2 separate regions of the Nomascus leucogenys genome follow, and region 2 is linked to region 1. A link is a contact called in public Hi-C data. All regions are on one chromosome and are shown on one strand. The core of a region is the stretch at or near the end of the contact, and the rest is flanking DNA. Distances in the headings are between cores, read along the strand shown.

What was found. A called contact is a pair of places that touch in the nucleus more often than the background predicts.
Region 2: a Hi-C map of a lymphoblastoid cell line shows a contact between it and region 1, with 5 times the contacts expected there. The contact joins the promoter of PRIM1 here to the promoter of ZBTB39 in region 1. A contact is called at or near these places in 3 of 4 Hi-C or Micro-C datasets (a lymphoblastoid cell line and an unstated tissue).

What each region holds. Positions count from the first base shown.
Region 1 is chr11:54,276,136-54,281,895 of Asia_NLE_v1, reverse strand. ZBTB39 (zinc finger and BTB domain-containing protein 39) reads right to left here and starts at 3,795. Exons shown (of 1, transcript XM_030822402.1): 1 at 1-3,795. The coding sequence starts at 3,757. The coding sequence ends at 1,619.
Region 2 is chr11:54,499,445-54,504,674 of Asia_NLE_v1, reverse strand. PRIM1 (DNA primase small subunit) reads right to left here and starts at 1,354. Exons shown (of 13, transcript XM_030822404.1): 1 at 1,167-1,354. The coding sequence starts at 1,269.

The DNA of each region.
Region 1 (5,760 bases), core at 2,546-5,045:
CTCTGGTCAAGGCTGTTCTCTGGAATATGGCTACTTGCTGGGGAGAAACTCATTTTCCTAAAGTCTCTTATACAAAAGAGATGCTGGGTAATGTGTATACAAAAACAAAAATAAATAAACATTAATGTCCAAAAAGGCTTTGTGAGTTAATGAAAACCACTTGCTTGTGAAACAGCCCGGGGTGTTGCTGAATCCCACCAGGGGCAGTGTCAGGGCTGAGGCCAGGGACTCTCAGAGCTCACCTGAGCAGGGTGAGGTAGTATGAGCTACTGAGGTGGCACCTCACAAGTATGCAAGATCGAGGGCCCTATCCCTCAAGCCTTCTTTGGGCAAAGCCCCTTAGAAAACCAAGTAAGAGTGGAGCTAACCAGCTGCGTGGGCTGTGCCGGCGTACTCTGCAGCCACCCACGGAGGGCCTGAACCAGCTGCCATCCAATAGCGCCCCCTGGAGGTGATGGCAACGACAGATCAGGATAAATTCCAGCAGGTCAAAGGTGAGCTGACAAAGCTCCGGCACTGTTAGCACAAAGTAAACAACAGGTTACCCGACTAGGACAGACAGTCAGAACGCACACCCTGCTACACACCACCAGTTACTCAGGTCCCTTTAATCCTGAAGGGCTCGCGGTCTGCCACTCCACCACTTCATGGAGTCAGCTCATCTACACCACGGGCCAAACACTTCTGGGCGGGAGACCAGATATAAATTAAGGCAAGGCTGCTGCTGTCAGAGACATCCCCACCTCTCCACCAAGACACTCACGGCCAACAGAAGTAGCCAAAACAGATGACTATATCAAAGTGGTTCCCTATCCTCTCTGCCCCACAGAAGGCCGGACGTCCCGGGCCATCACTCCATAAAATCCTGTTTCTTTGGAAATGAGGAGAAAAGACAAACCTCTCCTGTCCATCCAGGCTGCCACTTCTGGCGGCACTGCAGGACACCCCTTCTGGCTGGCAGGGATTCATCCCAAAGCTTTCTGACCTAAACAGAAAGCTCTGTCCCTAGTATGGATCTAGCTGCCAAAAGATTTTCACTGTCCAATCAGCAGATTAGGGCTGTAGATAAGCAGACACCAACATCCCTGATATCTTGTCCCTGCTGAGGGCTGGAACCTGAGGGGACTGCCCTGCTGACCTGTCTTTTCTGAATGACCACATTCCCAAAATCTTTCTCATAGCTGGTCATCCCGGTTGGAGGCCTGGCGGTAACACCCACAGTGAAAACCTCCCTTTACCTCCTCTGTTAAGTGAGGCTGTTGGTTAGATTCTTAGCAGCATAAAACCTATCAGTAAACTAAAACTAGAGAGGCTGGGGAAGGGGGTCTAGTGGACATCAACTGCTTGACTAGATCCCAAAACCAGCCTCAAAAGAATGAAAAACACAGCCCTTCATGGGCAAGAACAGGTATGGAGGTAAATGTGATAGGGCTGTTGCTTCTCAACAACAGTAACAGCTTATGTGCTATTTCTTCTTCTTTTCTTCTTTAAACACAACACAGAACAGAATTCCTACCAAGGCAAAATTATAACTTCAGCTGGGGAGGGACCAACAGCTCTTAGATATCAGCGTCCTGGCTGCTGCTTGGATGCTCCCCGTGGCTCTGCCGGGACCCAGTCAACTGTCCGGGTTCTTTTCCACCTCTTTGGAATGGATTATGTACATGAAGGTCTGCTCAATGGTGAAGTCAGGGGGGAGGCTGCCTTTGTGCACACCAACATGCTTGCTCATGAGGTTAAGGGTGGAACTGTAGTGCCCACAGACTGTGCAGCGGTACATGAGGGCCCCCGAGTGTGTCTTTAGGTGGCACTTGATGGTCGAGCGGCCTCGGAAGAACTTGTGGCACACCTTACATTGGTATGGCTTCTCCCCCGTGTGGATCCGCCGGTGGTAGTTGAATTCGCTTGTGTGGGCAAATCTTTTGCCACAGACCTTGCAGCTATACTTGCTGTTACCAGGTTGGCCCTGCAGCGCCAGCTCTTCACTCAGAAACTCCTCTGCTGGCAGCTTCCGCTTCTGGAGAGCTGGGTGCTGCAGCCCAAAACCAGGCCGTGCATCAAGGCCACTGTTGCATTTGTGCTGGCTGACGTGGTAGCGATAGGCAGCCTCTGACTTGAAGCTCTGGCTGCACAAGTGGCAGTGGAAGAGGGCATCTTCCAGACTTTGGTGCACAGCCATGTGCTTCTCTAGAAGATGCCAGTCCACAAAGCTGTTGGCACAGACAGAACAGGAGAAGACTGAAATGCCGAGATGGGACAGCGTGTGCCACATGAGGCTGCAGAGGTTAAGGTGACGCTGGTCGCAGACACTGCAGGCCTGGCCCTTCAAGTTTAGATGGTCAAGGATGTGGCCCCGGACCACATGGAAATCTTTGGCCAATACTTTCCCACAGGCAGCGCATTTCAGCTCTGGGGAGGCTGCCCCTGAAAAGAGACCCAGCTTCCCTGGCAGGGGATCGTTGGGGTGGACAATGATGTTGTTCTCAAATATTCCATCCCGTCGGTGAAGGGTCAGCTGCCACTGGGTAAAGAACTTAGTTTCACACATATCGCAGGAGAAAAGGAAAATACCAATATGGGACAGGACATGAGTCACCCGGGAGTTTCGGTCCTGGAAGTGGGTCTCGCAGACCTTGCAGTTGCCCGTCAGCAGGTCCACGTGGTCCCGAGCATGCTGCCGGATCAGTTGAATGTTGGGCTCTAGAACTTTCTTGCACACCTGGCAGGGCATGGCCTTATTCTCCCGATTGTCATTCTCTCCAAAAGTCAGCTCATCCTCACTGTCATCACTCAGCTCAATCACCTCCTCAGCTGTGCCTATATCCTCAGCAGGGTCTTCAAACTGCAAGTCATCATCCCCCAGGTCCTCGAGCTGGAGCTCATCCATCTGCCCAAAGCCTGGATCTTTGGAGTGCTCACTATTGCTCAGACAGGAGTTGGTCCCAGTGGTAATGTCTACTGCATTGTCAGGGGTGAGGAAGTTGTTTTTACTGAAGTCTCCATTGCTTTGAACTTTGTATGGCTGGCAGGAGCTTGTGCTGGTCTGGATGCCCGTGCTGACAGTGCCTAGGACTGGCTGGGTCATCATGCTAGGAATGGACATGAAGGGAGCAGGGGTGTCATGGTCTTCTGTCTTTGGCGGTGGTGGTGGCGGCTGCGGCAGATGCAGGCTATGGTTAGCATCACTGGCAACATTCTTCTCTTCCTCTTTATAGCTCCCTCCAGCATCACTGGGCAACACATAGTTTCTATCAGCACCAAAGTGGTCCCCACCACCTCGGAGTTCCCCAAGGGGATGGGCAGGTTCGGCCGAAGGACAACTCAGGGTACCAGAGTGGCTCTCACTGGTGCTGGTCAGGGGCTTGGCCCTGGCAGTGCTCTCTAGATCAGGAAAGGTAGAGTGACAGGCCTGGAGGAGGTCCTCCATACCCAGACGCTCAGCCACCTCGTAGATGACCCCAACATTGATCAGGTCTGTGAAGAGTTCTGACGTGTAGACAAAGCTCAGAACCTTCTCAAAGTTGGCAGGGGTGATGAAGTCCACCACATAGGTCCTGGCAGCATCAAGCCCAGTATTCAGGAAGAGGTTCTGGAAGTAGCCAGCTGCACAGGCCAGCACAGCCTTGTGGGCCGGGAAGGAGCGGCTCCCCACCACAATGGTGACGTCGCACATGGTCTCCGAGAGCCGGCACTTGTTGAGTTCCTTCAGCAGGTTGTTGGGGTGGTTGGTGCTTTGCAGTTTGATCCTCATGCCCATCTTAGCAGCTCCTATGAAATTACCTCCTTATCAGCACAGTTAATCTGTGGACAGCAAGAGAAAAAGATGGATGGCCAAACACATCCGTGCAAAAGAGGGGCTATGCAGGAGAAAATACCACCACCGTGAATGCTTCCAAGCCCCAGGTGGGGATCAGGAGTAAACTGGCATGGAGAGTTCCTCCATTATGACAAGGCAATGACATCTCGCCCTGTATATACTCAAAGAGTTATGACAAAAACCAAAAGGACTGATGACAATCTGATAGCTTGGTCTTAAGCTGGTGCCTAGAGACGAACCAGAGGCATTCCCTCGGACACAATCTTATACTTCATTACCAGAGCCACTGGATCAAATTTTTCTCCTATTAATTTCCTCCCAAATACAAGCTTTCCTAATTCATTAAGCATATTCTTTTCCCTCATGATGCCAAATGCCATGCACATGCTTGAACACAACTATCAAAGCTCCACTAGCTACTGAGGAACAGATAAGGTAGTTCCATTTTTTAGCTTTGTCATTGCTGTGTCTTCAACCTCTCAATAATCTCCAAATAAATCTCACGTTCTTGAATCCCCATCTCTCTCTGCCTATACTACATATCCGCTCTCTGGCCTTTCGATAACCCAGAGCCCCTCCAGATACTGCTTCAACACAGTCCCTGTATCCTGTGAAGTTAAAACACTCAGAATGCACAGTAAAGCAAAGTAGAACACAACTGTGGTAGTATTTAATATTACTTTAATATGTTGTATTCTTTTTCGCCACCCTTTTCGGGGTTTATATTTTGTTGGCCCTGCACTAACAGATTTACTTGATGCCGCAAGAAAGACTTCCAATTATACAGATAAGACTCCTAGAGGCTTGTCCACTACCACTTTCTGCCCCTTCTGACTCCTGCACGACTAAGGAAGAAGAGCTACTTGCATCCTTGTTCAGTCTCACAACTCTGCCCAACACAGCCCCTTTCTCCATCTCTCCAGATTCTAACAACTCCCAACTTTTTCTGGGGCCCAGGAAGCGTCTAAGTATTGTGGGGTACCGGCCAAGCATCTCCCGGGCCCTGGTGGCCACCCCTGAACGATCGTCGGGTCGGAGCGCTGGGCAGCCAGAGTGGAGGGTGGGAGAGGGGGAGGCTGGGAACTTCCGAGGACACCCCAACAATCCCCGGGCGCCGCGGTCTCCCCTCCGGAGAGTCGCATCTGGGAGGGAAGGGCGCTGCATCGGCTGGGGCGCTCCCTCTGGAGGAACCGAGCGCCTCGCTGCCTCCACAAACAGCGCAGGGCTCACCCGGGTGAGCCTGTTGCGGGCACGGGGCTGAATAAGGGGCCAAGGGAGGAGCGGCGGGGCCGGCCGGGTCTGCGCGCGGGCGCGGAGGATGGGTCCGGCCGAAGGGAGCGGGCAAGAGAGACCCCAGCAAGAGCGAGATAAATGCCGGGCCGGGGGTCGGGCTTCGGCCAGGGGCAGCCCTCGGCCTGGCCGCGCTTACCCGGCTCTGCGGGGCCCCGAGCACCATCGCCGCCGCCGCTTCACACAAAGGCCCCGGCCCGCCGTGCCCGGCCCGACGAGGAGGTGGCGCCGCCGGCCGCGGCCAGAGTCTCCATCCGCCGCGCGGCTCGCCGCGCCGGCCCGGGCCGCCCCCGCCGCCCGGCCCGCAGCGCCCCCCGCCGTCCCGGAGGAGGCAGCGCCCCCCGCCGCCCGGCCGCAGCGCCCCCCGCCGCCCGGGAGGAGGCAGCGCCCCCCAACGGCGGGGCCGGGGCCAGGACCCGCGCGAGGGGTGCAGGGGCTTCCAAGTCCCCTGGCCTGGCTTTTTCTAAGCGCCCATCCACTGTGTGGGGGACTTGGTGCCTGAAGAATGAAAAACCCTATCCAAACTCTCTTCACCTCCCCTGTTCTACGCTCACAGTTCCAAAAGCTTCTCCTCAGAACATCTACTATAGGCATTTTACAAAATGTAAGATTGTTTGATCACTATATATCTCCTCCACTAGGCTGTGGGCTTC
Region 2 (5,230 bases), core at 105-2,604, 230 kb before region 1:
CTGCAACCTCCGCCTCCCGGGTTCAAGGGATCCTACCACCTCAGCCTCCAGAGGCTGTAGCTGGGACTACAGGCACGCGACCCACTATGCCCAGATAATTTTTGTATTTTTTGTAGAGACGGGGTTTCACCATGTTGGCCAGGCTGGTCTCGAATTCCTGACCTCAGGTAATCCGTCCTCCTCGGCTTTCCAAAGTGCTGGGATTACAGGCGTGAGCCACGGCACTCGGCCCGAGATGTGTTTTTTTTTTTTTTTTTTTTTTTTGAGACAGAATCTCGCTCTTTTGCCCAGGCTGGAGTGCAGTGGCGCTATCTCGGCTCACTGCAAGCTCCGCCTCCTGGGTTCACGCCATTTTCCTGCCTCAGCCTCCCGAGTAGCTGGGACTACAGGCGCCCGCCACCACGCCCGGCTAATTTTTTGTATTTGTTTGTATTTTTTTAGTAGAGACGGGGTCTCACCGTGTTAGCCAGGATGGCCTCGATCTCCTGACCTCATGATCCGCCCGCCTCGGCCTCCCAAAGTGCTGGGATTACAGGCGTGAGCCACCACGCCCGGCCTGCCCGAGATGTTTTTAATGAGCCCCCTATGCTCAACACCGTGGTAGATGTAAAAGAAAAACAAAACAAAATCCACATGACCTAGTCCCTAATTTGAAAGCAGTTACCATTCCGTATTTGCTAGGGAAAGGTACAAAAGACGAAACAGATGCATAAATATTTTAAATATGTAATGCCATCCCCCTCTCCTCGATTCGCACTAATAAATTCAGCTGCAAGGAATAAAGTATTTCTCTTCCTCTGAGAGAGGATCTTCCGCTCCTGATGCAAACCATGCCTCTGCAGCTTCACGCTACGCCCCAGTAACCCCCTGGGCACCGCTGCAGGTAAACGGGGCACCTAATGTGAGCCTGACCACGCAGAGATAGGAGCGGCGGCTCTGTGTTTTTTTGTTGTTTTTTTTTTAACCGCGTGGCCGCAGGCTGGCTTATTATATCCTCTCTCGGCCCGTTTACACCTAGAAAGTGGTGGGGCGGGCTCAAGAGAGCAAATGAAGGCGCGCGGCACAAAGCCTGGCGCACAGAAGGCGCTTCATATTGTCATTCTAAGGACACCCCGCCTCCAACCTCCTCACACTCCGCTCCCGAACCCATTCCTCGCCTCCATCACCTCCGCCGTAGTTGAGCCAGCGATAGTACTGAGAGTAGGGAAAGAGCCTCCGGTAATAAAGTTTAAGCAGCTCGGGCAGCTCGGTGGGGTCAAACGTCTCCATTGAGCGCGGAACTCGACACGTTAAGGACTACCACAGGAATTGGCGGGAACAGCACGGCCGGCGGCCCCGCGACTGCGCAGGCGCTTAGGGCCGAGGTCGGCTGTCTGCCCCGGCGGCCCGCAGTCCGCCGGGGCCGCCGGGAATTGTAGTTCCCACTTGGTGCGGGCGGGGGCTGCGGGAGACGCAGCAGTTGACGCTCTGCCCACGCGTTCGGGCACTAGGGCCACCGCTCTTGTGGGCAGAAGGCCGCGTCCATTCCAGGAAGAGGATCTTCTCCGGAAATGTGACACCTATAGCATATTGATTTAGGTTATTAAGATGAAGTAAAAAGGATGCTCCACGTGAACTTTTTGGATGTTTTAGAAATAACACCAGTATCTTTTTTGTTGTTTGTTTGAGACGTAGTCTCGCTCTGTTGCCCGGGCTGGAATGCAGTGGCGCGATCTCGGCTCACTGCAAGCTCCGCCTCCCGGGTTCACGCCATTCTCCTGCCTCAGCCTCCCGAGTAGCTGGGACTATAGGCGCCAGCCACCACGCCCGGCTAATTTTTTTTATTTTTTTATTTTTAGTAGAGACGGCGTTTCATCGTGTTAGCCAGGATGGTCTCGATCTCCCGACCTCGTGATCCGCCCGCCTCGGCCTCCCAAAGTGCTGGGATTACAGGCGTGAGCCACCACGCCTGGCCAACACCAGTATCTTTTAAAAACGTTTGGAGGCCGGCGCGGTGGCTTATGCTTGTAACCTCACACTTTGGGAGGCCACGGCAGGAGGATCGCTTGAGGCCAGGAGTTCAAGACCGGTTGGCGCAACATTGTGAGATCTCTGTCTACACACACAAACACACACACACACGCACACACACACAACTGGCCAGATGTAGTTGCGTGTGCCTGTAGTCCCAGCTACCCTAGAGGCTGAAGGGTGGGGGGCGAGGAGTTGGGGGAGGGGGCAATCAATCTCTTGAGCTTGGGAGGTCAAGGTTGTTGTGAGCCATGATAGTGCCACTGCACTCCAGTCTGGGCAACAGAGAAAGACCGTGTCTAAAAAAAAAAAAAGTTTTGGAAATTAGTTCTTCATGGAATTTCATGAATTACTAGATCCAATATGTGGAAATAAACAAATATCAACCAAATGAGAAAAGCATAGGCTATTTATTCAGAGCTTACTATAGCAAGGGAGTCAGCCATCATCACTTGCATTTGGTAGGACTCAAAGGCAGGCAGAGGAGTAGGAAAGCTTTATAAAAAAGGGAAGCCATCAAGGTATTCTTTGATTGGAGGTTGTTGGCATGTAGAAGCTGTACCTGGGCTAACTAGTAGTAGGATGCGGTATGTGATTGGTTTAGGGGTGGATGTTTGGCTTTCTTTGGTTGGACCTATGTTGGAAGCTCTGACAAAATTAAGGAAGCTGTAGGATACTAGTTAAGGCATTTGGGCCCATTGCTACAGGGGTTGTTGTTTGGCCACCAGGATCATCATTAGAGATAGCAGTTTGACTTTCTACAAGTCTGACTTGTAGCAAGCTTGCTTCCTATGCTGTTTATTATAGATAAGGGGGTTGGTTTCCCCAGCAGGTTGCTGTAGATTATGGGTCAGAGTTCTGTTTTTATATATGGTCTGGCTGCTGTTCATATATTCAGTCTCTCAAATAGAACACCCAGGTATAAGAAAATATGAATTATAGGAAGCTTGTAGAATCATGGAGAGCTTTACAAGTATGAAGGGAACCCATCTGCTATTGATGTGCAGATCTGCCAATCACTTTTACTTTGTAATGATACCTTATGGCAATTGTGGGCTAGAGTGGGCAGTCACATGAATAACATGTCACGTGAAAACCATAGTTTTATTTTATTTTACTTATTTTTTTGAGACAGAGTCTCGCTGTGTCGCCCAGGTTGGAATGCAGTGGCGCAATCATGGCTCACTGCAACCTTAGTCACCCAGGCTCAAGCAATTCTCATGCCTCAGCCTCCCAAATAGCTAGGATTACAGGTGTGCACTGCCACGCCCAGCTAACTTTTGTATTTTTAGTAGAGACAGGGTTTCACTATGTTGGCCAGGCTGGTCTTAAACTCCTGGCCTCAAGTGATCCACCTGCTTTGGCCTCCTAAAGTGCTGGGATTACTAGTGTGAGCCACTGCCTTTAGCCTTGTCTTGCACTTTTATCTTATGGAGATGGCTTCTCTCCTTAAACCTCATGAACCAACTTCTGCTGGCTTCAAACTTCTGCAGCTTTCTCACCTGTCTCAGCTTTCACAGAATTAAAGAGAGTAGCCTTGCTGTGTGGGTGAGGCTTTGGCTTAAGGGAAGTTATGGCAGGTTTGATCTTCTATTCAGCCCACTAAAAGTTTCTCCGTATCGGCAATAAGGCTGTTTCACCTTCTTATCATTTGTGTGTTCCCTGAAGTAGCACTTGTAATTTTCTTCAGGAACTTTTCCAGGAAGGAACTTTTCCAGGCCAGGCCTGATAGCTCACACCTGTAACCCAGCTCTTTGGGAGGCCAAGGTGGGCAGATCGCTTGAGTCAGGGAGTTCAAGACCAGTTTGGGCAACATGGCAAACCCCTGTCTCTACCAAACCAAACCAAACTAACAAAAAAGCCCAGAAAAATTAACAGGGTGTGGTGGCATGCATCTGTGGCCTCAGCTGCTCAGGAGGCTGAGGTGGGAGGATCACTTGAGTCAGGCAGGCAGAGGTTGCAGTGAGCCAATATCGTGCCATTGCACTCCAGCCTGGGTGACAGAGTAACACCCTGTTTCAAATTTAAGGCCGAGTGTGGTGGCTTACGCCTGTAATGCCAGCACTTTGGGAGGCCAAGGTGGGAGGATTGCCTGAGTCCAGGAGTTTGAGACCAGCCTGGGCAACATAGCAAGACCTCATCTCTACAAAAATTACAAAAATTAGCCAGGTGTGGTGGTGCAGGCCTGTGGTGCCAGCTACTTGGGAGGCTGGGGTGGGAGGATCACCTGAGCCCAGCAGGTGGAGGGGGCAGTGAGCCAAGATTAGGGCACTGCACTCTAACCTGGACAACAGACTGAGAACCTGTCTCAAAAAAACAGAACTTTTCCTTCGTATTTACAACTTGGCTAACTGCTTGGTGCAAGGGGCCTAGGTTTTGGTCTGTCTCAGCTTTCAACATTCCTTTCTCACTAAGCTTAATCATTTCTACCTTTTGATTTAAAGTGAGAGATGTGGGGCTCTTTTCGTGACTTGAATACTTAGAGGTCATTGTAGGGTTGTTAATTGGCTTAGTTTCAATATTGTTGTGTCTCAGGGAATAGAGAGGCCTGAGGAGAGGGAGAGAGAGAGAACAGTATATTGGTAGAACAGTCAGAACACACACAACATTTGTTGATTAAGTTTGTCTTCTTATATAGGCACAGTTCGTTGCGCTCCCAAACAATTACAATAGTACCTCAAAGATCACTGATCACGGATCATTGTAACAGATAAAATAATAATGAAAAAGTTTGAAATATTGCAAGGATTACCAAAATGTGACATAGAGACATGAAGCAAACACATGCTGTTGGAAAAATTGCACTAACTGACTCACTGTATATAGGGTTGCCACAAAGCTTCAATGTGTAAAAAATGCAATATCTATGGAGCATAACAAAGTGAAGCACAATAAAATGAGGTATGCCTGTATATAGCTTTTGCCATGATGTCAGGTACCATCTTATGAATTTATCCCTCATGAGAACTCTATGTGGTTGCCAACATTATCCCTATTTTCTTTTTCTTTTCTTTTCTTTTTTTTTTTTGAGACAGAGTCTTTTTCAGTCGCCCAGGCTGGAGTGCAGTGACATGATCTTGGCTCACTGCAAGCTCTGTCTCCTGGGTTCACACCATTCTCCTGCCTCAGCCTCCTGAGTAGCTGGGACTACAGGTGTCCGCCACCACGCCCGGCTAATTTTTTTTGTATTTTTTTAGTAGAGATGGGGTTTCACCGTGTT